Linked DNA regions of Oryctolagus cuniculus: region 1 is linked to region 2. Evidence: chromatin contacts called from public Micro-C data. All regions are on one chromosome and are shown on one strand. The core of a region is the stretch at or near the end of the contact, and the rest is flanking DNA. Distances in the headings are between cores, read along the strand shown.

What was found. Hi-C and Micro-C count contacts between places; a contact is called where the count stands out from the background.
Region 1: a Micro-C map of ear pinna shows a contact between it and region 2, with 2.0 times the contacts expected there. The contact joins the promoter of MARK2 here to the enhancer-like site in region 2. A contact is called at or near these places in 2 of 6 Hi-C or Micro-C datasets (ear pinna and an unstated tissue).

The regions. Positions count from the first base shown.
Region 1 is chr1:7,361,950-7,366,527 of mOryCun1.1, reverse strand. MARK2 (microtubule affinity regulating kinase 2) reads left to right here and starts at 2,121. Exons shown (of 16, transcript XM_051833086.2): 1 at 2,121-2,746. The coding sequence starts at 2,693.
Region 2 is chr1:7,328,029-7,332,561 of mOryCun1.1, reverse strand. All of the region lies in intron 1 of MARK2 (microtubule affinity regulating kinase 2), which reads left to right. Among named protein-coding and RNA genes, the nearest start is that of MARK2, 34 kb to the left of the region's middle. Within about 2 kb of position 1,476, at least 2 of the 8 cell types and tissues checked have an H3K27ac peak or open chromatin away from gene starts, as enhancers often do. A contact at or near this core is called in ear pinna, where this site is marked.

The DNA.
Region 1 (4,578 bases), core at 872-3,371, 33 kb before region 2:
TCTGCTTCTCTGATTGGCACCACCAGCTGCGAGCTGGAAGTCAAGGGCCAGAGGTCCAGGCAGCACTTTGCCCATAACCGCTGGGACCTCTTGCCTAAGCCTGATCTCGCTCCTAGGGGGCCTCTGGCTGCTGCCCACTTTGAGCCGCCGTTGAGCCCTGGGGCAGGAGAGAGGCAAATTCCAACACGTCCCGGGTGCCATGAGTGGGGACGGCTTGGAGCTGGAGAGATGAGCCCGGGCTGCTGCATCTCCTGGGTGAGACAGTCGAGGAGGAAGTAAAAGTGCACGGAGGTTACTACACGGACTTCCTGTTTGAGTCAGGGGCTCGTGAATCCAGCGACCCCACTCTACGGATGGGGAGACTGAGGCCCACAGGAAGGAAGAAAAGCTACTTCTGTACAGGCCTGTTCTCTGTGTCACTCATCCGGGAGAACTGTCATTTTCAGCGGGGTCCTCTCCCTTTCCCCCCAGTTTCTTTGTCTTAGATACAGTGACGTGGGAATGAAGGGAAGGCCTGGGGCACGCGTTTAGGCTAGCATGGAAGATGCCAGCCGTGACACCTGGGTTCCGTATCGGAGTGGGCATCGGGGTCCAGTGCCCAGGTCCTGCTCCTAACTCCAGCTTCCTGCTAATGTAGACCTGGGGAGGCAGCCGCCATGGCTCAGGTACCGGGGTCTCCTCCACCCACGCCACCCACATCGGAGATCTGGATGGAGTTCCCAACTCCCAGCTTCAGCCTGACTGGGCCGTTGTAGACTATGGGCAAGTAAGTCTTAGTGGATGAAGGCCCTTCCCAACTCCTACACCTAGCCGCTCAAATAAGTGAATAAAAGCTCATGGAAAATGCACACTTTTTAAAAAATATTTCATTATTTATTTGAAAGGGAGAGTTACAGAGAGAGAGAGAAAGAGAGATTGATCTTCCATCTGCTGGTTCCCTCCCCAGATGTTTGCAACTGCCAGGGCTGGGCCAGGGCCGAAGCCAGGAGTCCAGAGCTGCTTCTGGGTCTCCCACGTGGGAATGCATGCTATGTTTATTTTTTAAAATTTCATTTTATTTCAAAGGCAGAGAGACGGAGGAGAATCCCTACAACAGCCAGGGCTAGGCCAGTCAGAAGCCTGGAGTCCGGAACTCAATCCTGGGGTCTCCCATGTGGGTGGCAGGGACACAGGTGTTTGAGCCATCACTTGCTGCCTCCCAGGGTGTGGATGAGGAGGAAGCTGGATTGGAAGCAGAGTAGCGGGGGCTTGAGCCCGGCCAGTCAGGGACGGGATGCGGGCGTCCCACGTCGACCTTACCGCTAGAAAAGGTGCATTGTTTTTTAAAAGAAAAAAAGATGAGACGATCTCTCCTGCCTTACCTGGCAGGGGCACTTAAAGTCATCTCTGGGATAAATCCGTTCGGTGGAGGGGACAGGAGCCTAAGCTCAGAGATGGCAGGTGGGTTTCCCAGGATCGCAGAGCTGGGGCTGCAAGGCAGGCCCTGGGCGTTCCCGCAGCGGAGTGTGTCGGACGCTGACCTGGTCCCTTGCCGACCTGCGGACCAGGTGCGGCCATTCACAGACAGGAGAGCCCGTGGCAGGTGGTGGGCGGGAGGCAGGTAGGTAATAGACTGACGTTGCGTTTGTCAGGTGACACATGTTGACGGCCTGTGGTGCGGGATAAACAGAAGATGGATTTTATGAGATAACCGACAGGGGGACGAACAGACACGCAGCAGGAAGCTGCTCCAGGTCCAAAGTACACCGGCCACAGGGATGGATGGCTAACAGCCTCGTCCTCTTTTTAGTCAAATAACAACACGCACGGGGACCCACGCGTCCCGTCCAAGGTTTGAAAATACCCGAAAACTGACGGAAAGAAACGAAGAGCCAGGCTCTGGGAACCCCGGGGGGGAAATGACCGCGGACTCGGCGGGCTTCGGGTGTTGCCGGAAATGGCCGACTGCCGCCCTCGGCCGCTCAGCAGGACGGGGGCGTGGCCGGCTCCGCACGCGGAGCCTCTTCGGGTGTTTCCGGAAACTGCCGAAAGCCGGCTTGACGTGGGCGGGGAAAGGGCGGTGGGCGTGGCTTGGGCGGCTCAGGAGGGCCCGGAGCCGCTTCGTAGATTTCCGTAAACAGAGCCGAAGCTCGGTCTTCGGAATCGAGGAGGTGCGCGCGTCTCCGGGGATTACCTTCTTCGGCTGTTTCCGGAATTGACCCGTAGACCCCGGCCGAGAGGAGAAGGCGCGCCCCCCTCCCGTTCCTAAGCGCTTCGGATGTTTCCGGCTGCCGCCGGCGGAAAGAGCCGAGGGCCGGCGGTGGTGGCGGCCATGTTGGGAGCAGCAGGTCCGGCGGCGGCTGCCTGTGTGCCGGGCGCGGAGCAGTGCCGCTGAGGGCAGGGGAGGAGCGAGGCAGGCGGCCGGCTGCGGCGGCAGAGAGTAGGCGGAGCGGCGCAGCCCGGCCGAAAGGCGGCACAGCCCAGCCGGGGGTCGGGGGGGTGCGGTCCGGAGCCGCTCGGAGCCGGCGCGGCCTAGCCCGAGCGGCGCATCCCCGGGCTGGCGTGAGCGGCTGCCCGGCCTCCCCGCACCCCCGGCCGGGGCCCATGCGGCGGGCGCTCCTGCTGTGAGAAGCCCCGCCCGGCCGGGCTCCGCGCCTTCCCTTCCCTCCCTTACTCCGAGCTTCTCGGTTCCCTCCCCTGAGATACCGGCGCCATGTCCAGCGCCCGGACCCCCCTACCCACGCTGAACGAGAGGGACACGGAGCAGGTAAGGAGCCCCGAGGGCTCCCCGGATTCTCTGGCTGGGCCCCTGCACCTTGCGGAGCCTCCTCCCTCCTCTGCTCTCCTCGTGCCCCGGCTGCCCTGTCATCCGGCCCTGCACATCCCCCTTCCGAGTCCTGACCCGGGACCCACCTTGAACTGACTCCAGGCTGCACACTTGTCGCCCTGCCAACCCCCCTCCGCCCCTCGCCGCCCTCCTGCGCTCTTCCGTGTTAACCTCCTCAGCTTCCCCTCTCTTCCCTTTTTCTCTCTGGGCCCTCTCTGGTCTTCTTCCACCCACGCTTCGAGCAGCACCCCGCGCCTGGCCACAGATCGTCGGCCACCTCTCCCTCCGCCCGCGCCGGCTCTCCCGGTCCCTGCTGACGACCCGCAGGGTCCTCGCCCGGGAGGGTGTTCGCCGCGAGCCCTGTCCGCTTGCGGCTGCCCAGCTGTGTCCGCCCCGCTTCGTCCTCAGCCCCGCGTGCTCGCTGTTGCCCGCAGCCCACCAGCTCCACCCTCATCCCCTTTCCGGATCGCTCGCCTACTCTTTGCTCATCACTTTCCCGTCTTTTCCCCGGGAGCTCCCCGGCTCCTGGCGCTGCCCGTGTCGCTTCCGTGTTTCCCAGCTGTCATGCGCGCAGTTTGCCCACAGGTTGCTCTGGGGTTCCTGTCCTCCCTGCCTTCGGAGCCCTGGGGGCCCCTCGTGCTCTCCTCCCCCAGGGTTCGGTTCCCAAGCCCCTGCGCCTCCTGCTCGGCGCCCTGCGTGCCCCGCCGGCCTTTGCCCTGGCCGCGGCCCGCACCCCGCGGGACGGTCGCTCGCTGTTTCCGCCCTGTGTATTCACACAACCTGTTGCTCACTTCTCTCCCGGGCCTCTGCGGCGCGCACCCGGACGCTCGGTGCCTGTCACTCCCTGCTCACTGCCTTGCTGCCCCCTTGGCTTCGCCTCGCCTCCTCTCCGTGCCTCCCCGCGGGGTTTGCTCCTCTCCTGCCGTCTTCAGGTCCTGCGGACAGCCCCCGCCCCCGTGTGCTGCTGTGCCGTCCCTGCTCCCTTCCCGTTGCTCTGTAATTCCCAGCAAGTGCTTGCCCTATGCCGCAGCCTCCCGACCCTACAAGCTGCCCCCATCCTGGCCGCACTCCCGTGGGGCGTCAGCCAAGCCGTGGCCTGTGCTGTGTGCTCTCACTGGCTGTCCCCTCCCTGGCTGCTGGGACCCTTGCTGAGGGCCCTGCCGGGGGACGCCCTGCCTTACCTCTCAGAGAACTTTCCTGGGCCCAGACAGCAGGGCCTGGCAAAGGCGCCCTCCTGCCCGGGGGCTGCACTGCGTTGGATCCTCCGCCCTCCCTCCTCTGCGCCCCTCCTGTCCCCTTTCCTTCGTGGTCGCTGGGGTAGAGCTGTTGCAGTGTTTTCATTCTCTCTGGTTGACCTGCTCCGACAGACCCTCCCCCGTGTCCTTTACTCCGTGTGGCTGTTCTGTGAGCCTCTGCTGCCTGTCACCTGCACAGTTAGGAACCCGGCAGTTCTGGACGGAGTTTTTCTCGGTGGCGGCTGGCCCTTTTCTTGTGCACGGGTTGTTTGTTTCTGGGGTGCAGGGGCATTGAGAGGGAGGGATGGGCCTGACAGCTGACTCCGTGTGGGGCAGAGTCTGGAAACGGGGAGCTTGGTCTGTGGCCCGCAGTGGTCCTTGCCCTCGCTTGCCAGCTGTTTCTCCGTTCGGGGAGCCACTCTCTGCCCTCTTGAGGCTGCTTGTTCCGTCCTTTTTTCTCTCGCAGCCTTGGTGTTGGCAGGTGGGCCCTGCTTAGCTGGATAACTTTCCGAGACTGTTGATTGGGAGCTGGAAGGA
Region 2 (4,533 bases), core at 227-2,726:
CCCTAGAGAGTAAATGACTTGCTCAAAGTTATATAACTTGTTTGGGCAGAGCTGGGTCTCAAATAGGTCTCTCTTGGGCCCTTTGCTACACCCCCATTGCTTCCACTTCAGAGGCAGTCCTGCTTAGAGGGCTGTGGAGGGCAGCCTATGCCTCCATGGGAAAGGACACGAGGAAGGGCAGCAGGCCCTGCTCCACCCACTGGAGAGGAGCTCTGAAACCCTGCAAGAGACCACAGCCACTGGGGTGCTGAGGGGTCCCCAGCAATGGACCCTGGCCCCGGTGGAAGCAGAGCTGTGCTAAGAGCCATGGGGGGAGGAGTCACCCGGGAAAGCAGGATGACCCTGACTCTCCCTGTGACTTCTGGAGAGCTGCTAGGCACCAGGCGCTGAGGACACAGAAGTGACTTAGTCGTGGAAAAGACCCTCAGACTGCGCTTGCTCTTGTCATGGCCAACAAGAGCTGAGAAGGAAATTTGCCACTCAGTCCTGGTAAAAGAAGGGCTGAGCTGGAGCATGCCGGAGGGACCAGCAGGCTGCCTGGAGGAAGTGCTGTGCAGCGGAGGCTCGGGGGAGGAGGGCACTGCCCCAGGCAGTGGGAAACCCTCGCAGAGACCTGGAGGCTGGGGAGGACATGCTGCATCTGAAGACAGGGGGAGATTCTAGGAAGGGAGGAGGGCGAGGGCAAGGAGCCAGCCAGTGAGTGCCGTTGGAGGGAAATCCCAATCCCATGTGGGTCTTAGAGGTGCATACACACAGTGCAAGGGAGATCCGTTGTTTGTGTGTCATAGGTATGCATAACACACATACACACACAATTGATACCTATCTATAGAGTGAGTTGTTTTTTTTAAGTCATGCTCTGAATGTGAAACACCATTGCTTCCTGTTCCCAGTGCTGGGTGCCCTGTTGAGAGGACTGTGGGTGCTCCCTGCCATATGCTGTGCTGTGGCGTGAAAGGGACAGGTTTTTCTGTGTGCAGGTGCGGGTGCAGAGTGGGCTGGCCGAGGTTTCGGTCCTGGACAGGGATTCTGGCTTTCGGTTTGCAGCAGGGCTAGTCCAGGACATGGTGCCTGCTCCGACCCCGGGGGTGAAGATCGCTTTCTCTTTCCTCAGGGAATGAGTCACAGACTGTAGCTGCTGTCCCCACTGCCCCCACCCCAGGTTCTGCAGGCTCCTAGAGGCCGCCTGTAGAGGCTGATGGTAGCAGTTGGTGAGGAAGAGGAAGTGACCATCCCTCCTGCCACTCCTGACGCGTGGTTCTGCTGCTCAACAGCACCTCTTCGTGGCTGCCTTGGGCTATGCACAGGAAAGGGAGGAGCGCCCCTCCTGTGGGCGGGTTGTCCTCTGTGGCTCCTGCATGCCCTCGACAAGACCAGGTTGCACAACACAGCTAGTGAGAGTGCCCCTGTGTGCCTCTCTGGCAGCCCATGCACAAGTGTTTGGAGTGGCCAGAGCTTAGCTTAATGTGAGGCTGGAATGGGGCCTCCTGGACAGCACTCCCCCGCTGTCACCTCGGCTGTCCCCTCTCCCCCAGCCAAGGAGTCTTGTTCCTGTGCCAGTCCTGCCTCTTCCCGAGACCGTAAGCTGCCCACCTCCAACTTGGTTCCACTTGTGATAGGAAGACCATTCCGCGTTCTTGGCTGTAGACCAGCCCACCTGTAGCCTGGCTGGTTGCCCCTGCTTCTGCCAGTTTGTTTGGTGTGCACGTTCCCGCAGTTCTCCTGATGCAGCTGGTTCTGTAGTGCCCGGATCTGAGCTCTGGCAGCGGGAAGCCAGCTGCTTCCCTCCCTGACTTCAGGGGCGGGACTTGAAAGTACAGAATCATAATCTCCCTCCCTCCTTCTCCTGCCACCCCCTCGCTGCCAAGCGAACTGGAGTGACCAGCTCAGAGCGAGACTGAGCCCCCTCACAGCCCCGCGTGACGGCAGTGGTCTGGAGGAAGATTAGTGGGTGCGTGAGTATGTGAGCGCTGGCAGATGCCGCCCGCTGGCAGGTGCGCTGTCTTTCTGGTGGTGGTGGAGACCAGGGCTCCTGAGGGGAGATAGTGACCTGGCCAGGTGCCGGCCAGGTCTGCCCCAGGCCTCCCTGTTCTCCAACGCGCTGGGAGATGACAAGTGCTTCTAAACAGCCCTGCTCTTCAGAAGAGCTGGGTGCGGGTGGGAGGGCGGTTTGGGTTTATTCTTGGGATCCCTTCCAGTACACCATCTCTTTTCACCCTCCCTTACTACCTTCAACCCCTGGGCCTGTTGACTGGGTGGAGGTTAAGAGGGTGATGGCTGCTCCTTAGCTGGGAAGGGGTGTTGAGGGGGGAGCACAGGTCTCCAGCCGCTGTTGCACAGCCAGCGTGGGCTGCCTGGAGAAGGGGTTCCGCCTTATCCTTCTGCCAGTCTCACCAGGCATCCAGGCAGCACCCAAGGGGAAACACCCCCTCGCTGCTGCTGAGACTTGGGTGCCTCCCAGCAGGTAGCAGCCGAGCGTGCTGAGTGGGGGCTGTGACAAATGGTTTTGCAGAGAGAGGGGAGAAAGTCTGATTTCACCGAGCCCAAGGCCAGCTTCAGCACAGCTAGGTAACTTCTGCAGCTCAGCCTGCCTGGAGCCAAGGGCTCAGGTGCTGCCTGCCTTGCCCTGTTCGTTCCTAGTGACTAGCGACTGCCATCGTCAGCTTGACCTGCTGGTTAGATGGCCCTGACCTGGTCTCCAGGCTCCCTGGTCCTTTCTGCCCTGGAGCTAGACTTAATGGTAGAGTTCTCTCCCTCCCAGTTCTGACAGGCAAGAAGTGGCCACAGGAAATTCTGCTTGTAACAATTTGGCTTCTGGCTGGGGGTCTGGGCATCTAAGATCTAGAAGCTTATCCAGGTGTCCGTATACACATATTTCTTGGTAGGCTGGAAAGGCTTTGCCTGGGTGTTAGTTAATGTGGAGCTCTTCAGGGCCCTGTGTCACCCATCCTCCTAGTCACACACACACACACACACACACACCACCAAAACAAAACACTAACCTTTCCTACAAAGAATATTGGAAAAATCGAGCAGTGCTTCAAGGTCATTTGATCATCGTGGTGTTTGGCATGGTTAGCTGGTTTGGCATTTAGTGAGAGATTTCTGCTTCATATTTGAGCAAAAGATTTCTTGGGGGGAGGCCTCTGTGCTGGGCTTGCCCCGTACACAGGGTCTGCCCTCCTCCCCTCCCCTGGCAGGTTGTTTTAATCATCTTGCCCATAAACATGTCGGCCAGCGCACATGAGCTTGGCTACCTCTTCATGGGGTAGCCAGCGTCGGCATTCAGCGTTAGATGCCACAGTCACTTGACAGGGTGGAGGGCTTTAGGCACCAGCAGGGAGGTAAATGGGGTGTGTGTGAGTCCTTGGTGGGCTTGGGCTTCTGCTGTGAGAAGACAGCAGTTCCTTTCTTTCCTGCCTGTATTACTCTTGAACTCCTTGTTCTGGCGTCTCGTTTAGCCTCGCCTGGTATCTCAGATCCTGTCGGCAGGGGCCCGTGGCGTGCAGCTGCTTCAGGAGCTGCCCTGGAGACAGATGCATACTAGTTCATGGGATTCAAAACCCCGTCTCCAAAATCCCATCTTCCTGAACAGTGATCCTGTTGTGTTGTGTGAAGGACAGCTGGTGACAAAGCCGGGCTGCCGCGGCTGCGGAGTCCTTGGCCGAGACTCTCAGGAGCTGGAAGCGCATCTCCGCTTTCACTGCCTCCATCACTGCCGCACGCACACGCACGCACACGCACGCACACGCGGGTTTCCCTCATCTCCCAGCTGAAGAGATAGCACACAGCTTTAGTAAGTACATGAGAACTCGTGCCTGCGTGAGTGTGTGTGTGAGAGAGAGAGAGAGAGAGAGAAACACTAGTCACACTTCCCTTACGACAACTCATTTGCAGAGTTTCCAGGTCTGTAGATCTAGGAGGTCTTGGCAAGATGGCTCCTGCTCGCGTCTCGGGAGCCATGGTGTGCCCTGGGTATTCCTAGGCAGGATGTGCATGTTTAAAGTGCTTTTTATTAAGGGAGAGTGGAAAGGATGAGCAGTCGAGCTGCTGGAGCCTTTCCTGCCTCTGTGAGAAACCCGAGTCCCAGTCCAAGCAGTGTAGGAGGTGCCCAGCACTTGGCGTTTACCTGCAGACTCTCCCAGGCCAGGGTGAGAAGTCCCACCTCCTCTTGGAGACGCAGAGCACTTGTGGTGAGCTTGGGTGAAGAAGTTCAAGCCATACCTACAGGATAAGCTGGGAAAGCCGGTGGAATTACAATGAGAAGATCATGTGTTTGTTATATACCAGGCATTGTTCTAAAATTTTTATTTTTTTATTTTAACATTGAATTATCAACTTTATTTTTATCTGAAAGGCAGACAGAGATCTTCCATTGGCTGGTTCATTTCCTGTATGCCCCAAACAGCCAGGACCAGGCCAAAGCCAGGAGCCCAGAACTCAATCCTGGCTCCCAGATGGGTGGCAGAACCCAAGTACTTGCACCATCACCTGCTCCCTCCCAGAGTAAGCATTAGCAGGAAACTAGGACTG